2 separate regions of the Lactuca sativa genome follow, and region 2 is linked to region 1. Evidence: chromatin contacts called from public Hi-C data. All regions are on one chromosome and are shown on one strand. Each heading gives the region's core, a stretch centred on a gene start, on an enhancer-like site or on the middle of the called end of the contact. The rest is flanking DNA. Distances are from core to core; before and after follow the strand shown.

Region 1 (3,714 bases), core at 511-3,010:
AGTTGGTCTGAGCAAGAACGAAAAGTATTAAATGAAATGTGATCAGAAGAGCTAAAAGTCTTGTAGAAAGGAATTGAATTGAAGGATTAATAACGTACCTCAGGTTTACAACCGACATAAGGGCAGTATTCTTGATCGATTAATATAGGGTTTCCGACATTTTCCATTTGAACATCATCGAAATGCATGTTGACTGCTTTTCCAGGTGGTGAACCAGGCCACGTCTTGATCCGGAGACCATTATCGGTGCCGGTCATCGTGCAACCCTTGATAAAGATTCCGTCAATCGGTGCTTCATCCGGGTACTTACCCAGGCTTCCGATACTGATGCCATGTCCAGGTCCACATTTTATTTTCTCGATATGGATATTCGAGCTTCCATCACCAATGGAGACACAATCATCGCCTGTTTTTATAGTGCAATCGGTAATGTTGAGACCATTTGTTCTCCCGATATGCATCCCGTCTGTGTTCAGACTCTCCGCCGGTGCTTCAATCGTCACTTTCTCAACGGTTGTTCCGTCGCACCCAAGAAAATTCATGTGAAAGTGTTTGCTGTTCATTGATGTTATACCTCTAATGAACGAAGCCTTCACCATATCGAATCTGAAGTTCTGATCAAATTAATTGAAAAACAAATATCAATCAAATTAATCCAAGGACATATCATATCATATATATAATCAGGGATCTACTACATATACGTACATATGGTAAGTCGCACTTTCCGGTTTTGGCAGCGTTGTTTGTCTTCCAAGCCTCCTGGCCTTGTCCATCGAAGATACCTCCAGATAAAGTCATCTTATCGACATTTTTAAACATGATCCAACCTGGTCCTTTTATGCCGGTAGGATCCGATGGGGCTTTGAGGGTGGCTCCATTTGCATTTATCTCAATAGGGTTCTTGCATGGACCTGATAATGTAAGTGGAGAAGACACCATATATGTTCCCGGTGGGATCACCACCTGACATGGGTTTGGGGAATCACAAGCCTCTTTCCATGCAGTCATAATCGCCTGCATATATATATATATATAATGCATGCCCACAACAGATCAATCCAAATTTAAATGAATATTCATATGAAAAGAAGAAATTAAAAAGAAAAAACGTAACGTGTATGTATATGTGTTTATGTACGTACTTCTGCATCATTGGCGACGCCATCGCCCTTGGCACCTTTAGTTTTGACATCGATTGGCCCTGCTTTGGTTCTTGCGACTAGAAATCCTACAAAGAGAAACAAACCTATAGAAGTTGATGCAGCCATTTTTTTATATTTTTTATTTATTCTGTAACTTATTTTTAATAATCCAAATGGTCGAGGAATGTAACTAGAAATTATATGGAAGAGTATCTAAATGGATTTCAACGCCAATTTATATGAGGCTCTTAATCTATTTTTTGTCCTCCACACATTTAATCTCAGGTGAACAAAATTAGTAGGACCAACTTACGGTCAGATTTTCAGCTGTTAAATACTATTTGTCATTGAATTATTTTCAAGTTTGTAGTCATGAATTTCGATATTTTTTGAGACATGGGAGATGCCATCGATATCGGAGAAGTGGTCCAGATTCAGGCAGCAATCTATTTGAGTGCAGATTTGCTTGGATTATAGTTAGACTATGTTGAAGTGGAATTAGTAAACACGTGAATCGCTCATTCAATTGGGATTGGGGGACCTTAGATATAGTGATACTTTCCAAATATAACTGGATACAGAAATAATCGAAAACTCTAAAATATTTTATGTGTGTATATATGAGTCTAAATTCATATGAATACCGATTATATATATATATATATATATATATATATATATATATATATATATATATATATATATATATATATATATATATATATATATATATATATATAGAAGTAAGTTCAAATAAAAACAGTAAATAGTGTGAGAACGTAAAAACACTATGTTTATGTTATTATTCTGTAATGAATATTGTATATATGTATTGTTGAAGTAATTATAATATGAATATTAACATTTGATTAATCATATATTCATTATAAGGTTGTTATTCTATTATAAATTTATGTATGTGTATTTTTGTAGTAAATTCTAATTTTAGTTTTAACATGCGATTATTCATTTATTCATTGTTGAATAATGACATAAAGTTGTGGATAGAAAATTCATTATAGAATATATATATATATATATATATATATATATATATATATATATATATATATATATATATATATATATATATATATATATATATATATTATAAAGCATATTTAATTTTTCTTAAAATTTAAGAGTTACATTCTTGATAACTTAATATATAATTATGTTATGCACAAACCTTTCATCTATGAAAAAAACTAATTATGGTAAAAAATAATCAACGAAAATATTGAAGGAAAGAAACATCAATGATTTTTTTCTTTTTTAACGTGGGTATTATGTTTGCCCAAAGGTTGGGTACCAAATTTTCTAACATATCAGCAAGAAAATTTATAGTCATTGAAATAATCAAATAAGACTTTCTAAAAAAACCAATCATTGAAACAATAATAATTGTCGTCGTCCATTTGTGCAGGTATACACCTAGTGTGTGTGTGTATCAAGGTTGTAAAAAACTTTTGGCGATAGCTCGGCGTTAGATTGGAGTCAAGGGATTAACCGGCTAAGCGGAGACCATTAATTATTAATAAAAATGTTCAAAAATTAATAAATCCAACTTTAATACAATAATATAAATAAATAAGGATAAAAGTTTAATAACATTAACACATTACATTAAAAACAAATTAACACCTTAAAAAATAAAATATAAAATATAAATGCTTCAATATGTCTCCAAGCAATATCTCCAGCATACCTTTCAAATATACATATAGATTTAGGAACTATTTGAGGTACCCTATCTGGCCCACTCATATACCTATAAATATAAACCGAAATACTTGGACGATCTATTAAATTCATAAGTCTTACAACAGATCCACAAAACCCAAATTCACCTACATCTAAATATGTCCTGTAATACCATTCTCCAAACCATCTTAGAGGAAATGGAAAGCATGTGATTTCCGATATGTATAAGTTTCTTTTGAGATCAAATATTTCCATTTAGATCTTTTGAAGAGTAATCTAGTTTCTTGAAGTAGCTCAAATCCAAGCTGGGATTGCTATTTTTTTTTTGAACAAAGGTGAGGTGAAGACAGAGTATGTAAAAGAGATTTGATGCAATGCACGGAACATGAAAATGGTTGAAGGTCCAAACAACCCCTGTTCTTAAGCCAAGAACAACAATGAACTCTTTGAGGATTTTCATCAAATTGCTTGTGTGCAATAAACCATGAATCAAAAGAGAAGAGTTTCCTTTTGACCATATTCAAATTCTTGAATACATAAGAGACGGCTTTTCCCTGGTCTGTACAAACTAGATTACCATTGCAACTTATGCTAGAAAATGTTTCCACTTGTCTTTGTGTTTTTGTTTCTACTTTCTCTTTCCCATCTTTACTCTTCTCCTTTTCTACTGTCTTATTAGGAGTGTTTTCAGAATGGATGTAAAAGATAGATCATCCTAAAGACGAATAACAATTTTAGTAATAACATAACAGAACAAAAACAATTTACATGGACAAAGATGAAGATCAAGTGAATTTGATGGTGCTATCAGGATCGACCATATCCAAGCATCAATCAAACGGTTAACAAGTAGTTAACTTACTTG
Region 2 (3,793 bases), core at 350-2,849, 210 kb before region 1:
GGCTTCAGGAAGGAGCACCCAGTCCACCTGGTAAATGGCAACAGGATCCGTCGAATGCACACTGCTGCTCACTTTTGTGTTAGTCCAACCGGACCCAATACGAACGGTGCCGGAGGTATCTGTGAAGTTCAGCGTGTACTGACCTCCGGCGAGCGTGTTAACAGGGCCGGCGCCGCTCAGGTTCTTGAAGTCTGAAAGCGAGTAGTAATGTGGCAGCGCGTGGAAAAGACAGAGCTGTTTGAGCTGATCGGCGGTGAGGTTTGACAGGGAGGGTTTTTTCAGGGAAGTAAATGCTTTGTCTTTGGGTACAAACAGAGTGATTCCTTCTTCTGTGTTGTTGGCTTGATTTTGTAGGGTTTCGATGACTTTGGTTGATTCAAGGTATTTAAGGAAGGTAGAGAAAGGACCAGCGACGCTCAGGAGCTCGGTGAGGTTAACGTAGTCCGGCGCTGGTGCCGGTGCCGGAGTTGGTGTCAAGATAATCGGCGGTGACTCGGCGGCCAATGTTGCTGCTTGTGCATATGCAAACAGGAGTGTGGTAAAACACATGAAAATCTTGATCGAATCCATGTTCTTCAAGACCTCAATCAACACCAATCCTGCAAACAGAAAAACCCATTCGACAAATTGATCATGGAAAGAAACGGTGTTTGACTTTTTCAAGTCAATCGAGTTGCTTCTTGAGTTGAGAATTTATAAAAATTGTTTCAATTTTCTCTAATAGCAGAATGATAATGAACTAATTTAAATAACAGGAATCAAAATGGAAAAATTTGTAGCTAATAATTCCAACGCTAGAAGATCTTATGACAGAATTTAATGGTTTTGACTTTCGAAAATTGGACTTCACTTGAGCAAGTTGTATCATATGTTTGTGAAGTTACAAAATTACCCTCTAATTAAAACAGAGTTTACCAAGAAATGAGGAGATACGATCGGAAGAAACAGGTTCAAAATTTGTTCGTAAGATCAAATCTTTCCTTTCCTGGTGATTTTCAAATTCAAGAAAACAGATCTACTACCTAAAAAGAACAAACTAGTTGAAGAGTTTAAGATCGAAATTCTTGAATCGATATGAAGCCAAAGATCCAACATCAGAGATCAAAGATCCCATCTCCAATTATTAAAAAAAACCAACAATTTGATTTGCATTTCAAGATCAAAGCTTCGTTTATCAGCAACACACTACTGAAATAATCAAAGAAAACTTGCAAGACAGAGAGTAGCTACACTCCACATTCAACAATGTGCTTCGTAAAGATAACATACATATACATACACACATACATACAGATGCAGATCTAGATCTATTCATGAAGAAAAAGCAAAAATCGGTAATAAAAAGCAATACCCACTTCAATTATACAAACAATAACACAATGCAATCATCAAATCTGATACGATTATTGAATTGCGTGAATCGATTGAGAGGAAAAAGACTGACCGTTGGCAGGAAATACTCAGGGAGAGAAGGGGAGAGTAAAGGTGAAGTAAGATGATAATGCACTGGAGAGTGGAATGTATGAGAGAGTATAAATAAGAGGGTTTTCTTAATAAAACTACCATTTATTGAGTGGCATTTGGTACAAGTCAAGAGAACAAGCAAAAGTTCGTAAAGTCTACACAAATTTAAAAAAAAAAAAAAAAAAATGGTTTGGTGTCACATTCCTATAATCTTATATGACATTTATGAGAAACAAACAATTAAATTTTAATCTGTGAGGAATTACAGAGTTCATAGAAAGATTTAATACCTCGGATCTATGACGATAGTACAAATTCTTTTAGTTAAGATTCAGTTTTCAATATTTTTTTGATTCTTTGTAAAATTGCTTGTGTTTTTATAAATCATGTGAATTAGTGAATTGCGTCAATCAATCTTGTATATTTTTAATATAATCATGGTTTTCTTTTATAGCATGTGTTACTTATACATAATGAGACATTGCTTCTGTTTTACATACTAATTCTCTATGTTTAACGAAAAAGTAATAATATAAGAGGCAAATATCAACCGACAAATGAAGTACATAAGTTAATGTTTCTTCATTTTGTCTTTTAGAAATACGATTCCTCCTTAATAATGATAGTATTAGTTTTGACGTGTAATTATTATAGTGTTTCAATATTGAAGGTGGGCTTTCTCAATCAAAGAACTCTCTCAACTAATTCACCTATTTAAAATCAAATAAAACAAATAGTGTTTGAAATGTCCGATCTTGCACTCTACCCTACCACCGTCACAAAATCTTCAAATGAGGTGGATTTTTTTTTTTTTTTTTTTTTTTTTTTTTTTTTTTTTTGATTTTTCTTCGAGTGAGGGGGTGTTGTTGGGATTAAGATGAGCCCTCCTATATTGGCCAAATTACAATTTTCATAGGTAGGCTTGGTTGGTTACATTTTTTTTAATAAAATGGACAAAAGCCTTATTGGCACGACTTCGACAAAAAATAGCCCCACAATTAATTTTTTTTTTTTTTTAAAAATAACCATATATTTCATAACGAAGTCTACAAAATTCACATGTCGTTTGTGCCATAAGGTTTAGTATTGGAGCTGCTATTAAATTTTGGATCTTATTGGGAAATTACCTAGTTTGAAAATCGTTTGTCGGTTTCGTGTCAGTAGGTTTCACAATAATACTGCAAAATAATCCTTACGAAATGGATTTTTTTTGTACAAAAATAAATGTAAATGTAATTTTCACATTGATATCCAAGCCTTCAACAAACATTCTTACCCAAAATGAGTGCATAAGGGCGGAGTCAAATTTTTTTTTTTAAGATGTTCCTTATAAAATAATTGAAATATATATATATATATATATATATATATATATATATATATATATATATATATATATATATATATATATATATATATATATATAGAGAGAGAGAGAGAGAGAGAGAGAGAGTGTGTGTGTGTGTGAGAGAGAGAGAATTACAAAAAAATGGTCTCTTAAATATATATATATATATATATATATATATATATATAATGCACTGGGATCGAACACTTCTCGTATGATCAAAGATATAGTGTCTTGCTGCTGAACTACATGTGTTTATTGACTAACTTACACCTAAATAATATCATATTTCTATATGCAAAAAAAATGAAATTTTTTGGGTGGCCTGGGCCTACCCTGGTCCTAAGGTGGCTCCGCCCTTGTGCATCTACCAAGTTATTTGTAGGTATTTGGATTGAAGTGTTGTGACACATAATCAACATCATTAATTAGGACCAAATATGATAAATTAGGGTTTAGATTTTTCCTCGTATGTAAACATTTTTTGGTTGGTTGATTTGGTGAAAATAAAGTTATGTTTAGAAGAAGATAACATCTGTTTATATTTATAGCATCCTTGGCTTGAAATATGTTATAACCATAATTAATAAAAGCGATCACTTACTAAATGTTGTTCATGTTGTGTGTAAAAAGGTTGTATATATGTATCTTGTAGATGATATCCTTGTACATAGATATGATGCAAGGAATCAATCCGATGATGGTGAAAACTGATTTCGTGGAAATTTATCATGTATAGGAAGCAACAATCAAAGAGATATTTTCATTTCATAGGATGTCTCATGATGTATTATATGAAACACCAGGAGCAGGTATTCATATGTTCTCCATATAATGCAAGTATATCGGTGATGTCGAATTTGCTACATGTGGAGATGTTGATAACTGAAACGTGTTCCGCTTTGTTAACGATTCCACTCAAGATCTTCACAGAGAGCCATTAGAATATTGTTTGGGGATATATGACCTTGAAAGACAATT

Evidence for each region. Hi-C and Micro-C count contacts between places; a contact is called where the count stands out from the background.
Region 2: a Hi-C map of leaf shows a contact between it and region 1, with 3 times the contacts expected there. The contact joins the promoter of LOC111878849 here to the promoter of LOC111918705 in region 1. A contact is called at or near these places in 2 of 4 Hi-C or Micro-C datasets (both in leaf).

What each region holds. Positions count from the first base shown.
Region 1 is chr5:273,989,392-273,993,105 of Lsat_Salinas_v11, reverse strand. LOC111918705 (exopolygalacturonase) reads right to left here and starts at 1,760. Exons shown (of 4, transcript XM_023914341.3): 1 at 1,146-1,760; 2 at 709-1,017; 3 at 99-614; 4 at 1-7. The coding sequence starts at 1,271.
Region 2 is chr5:274,196,708-274,200,500 of Lsat_Salinas_v11, reverse strand. LOC111878849 (fasciclin-like arabinogalactan protein 7) reads right to left here and starts at 1,599. Exons shown (of 2, transcript XM_023875336.2): 1 at 1,445-1,599; 2 at 1-599. The coding sequence starts at 570.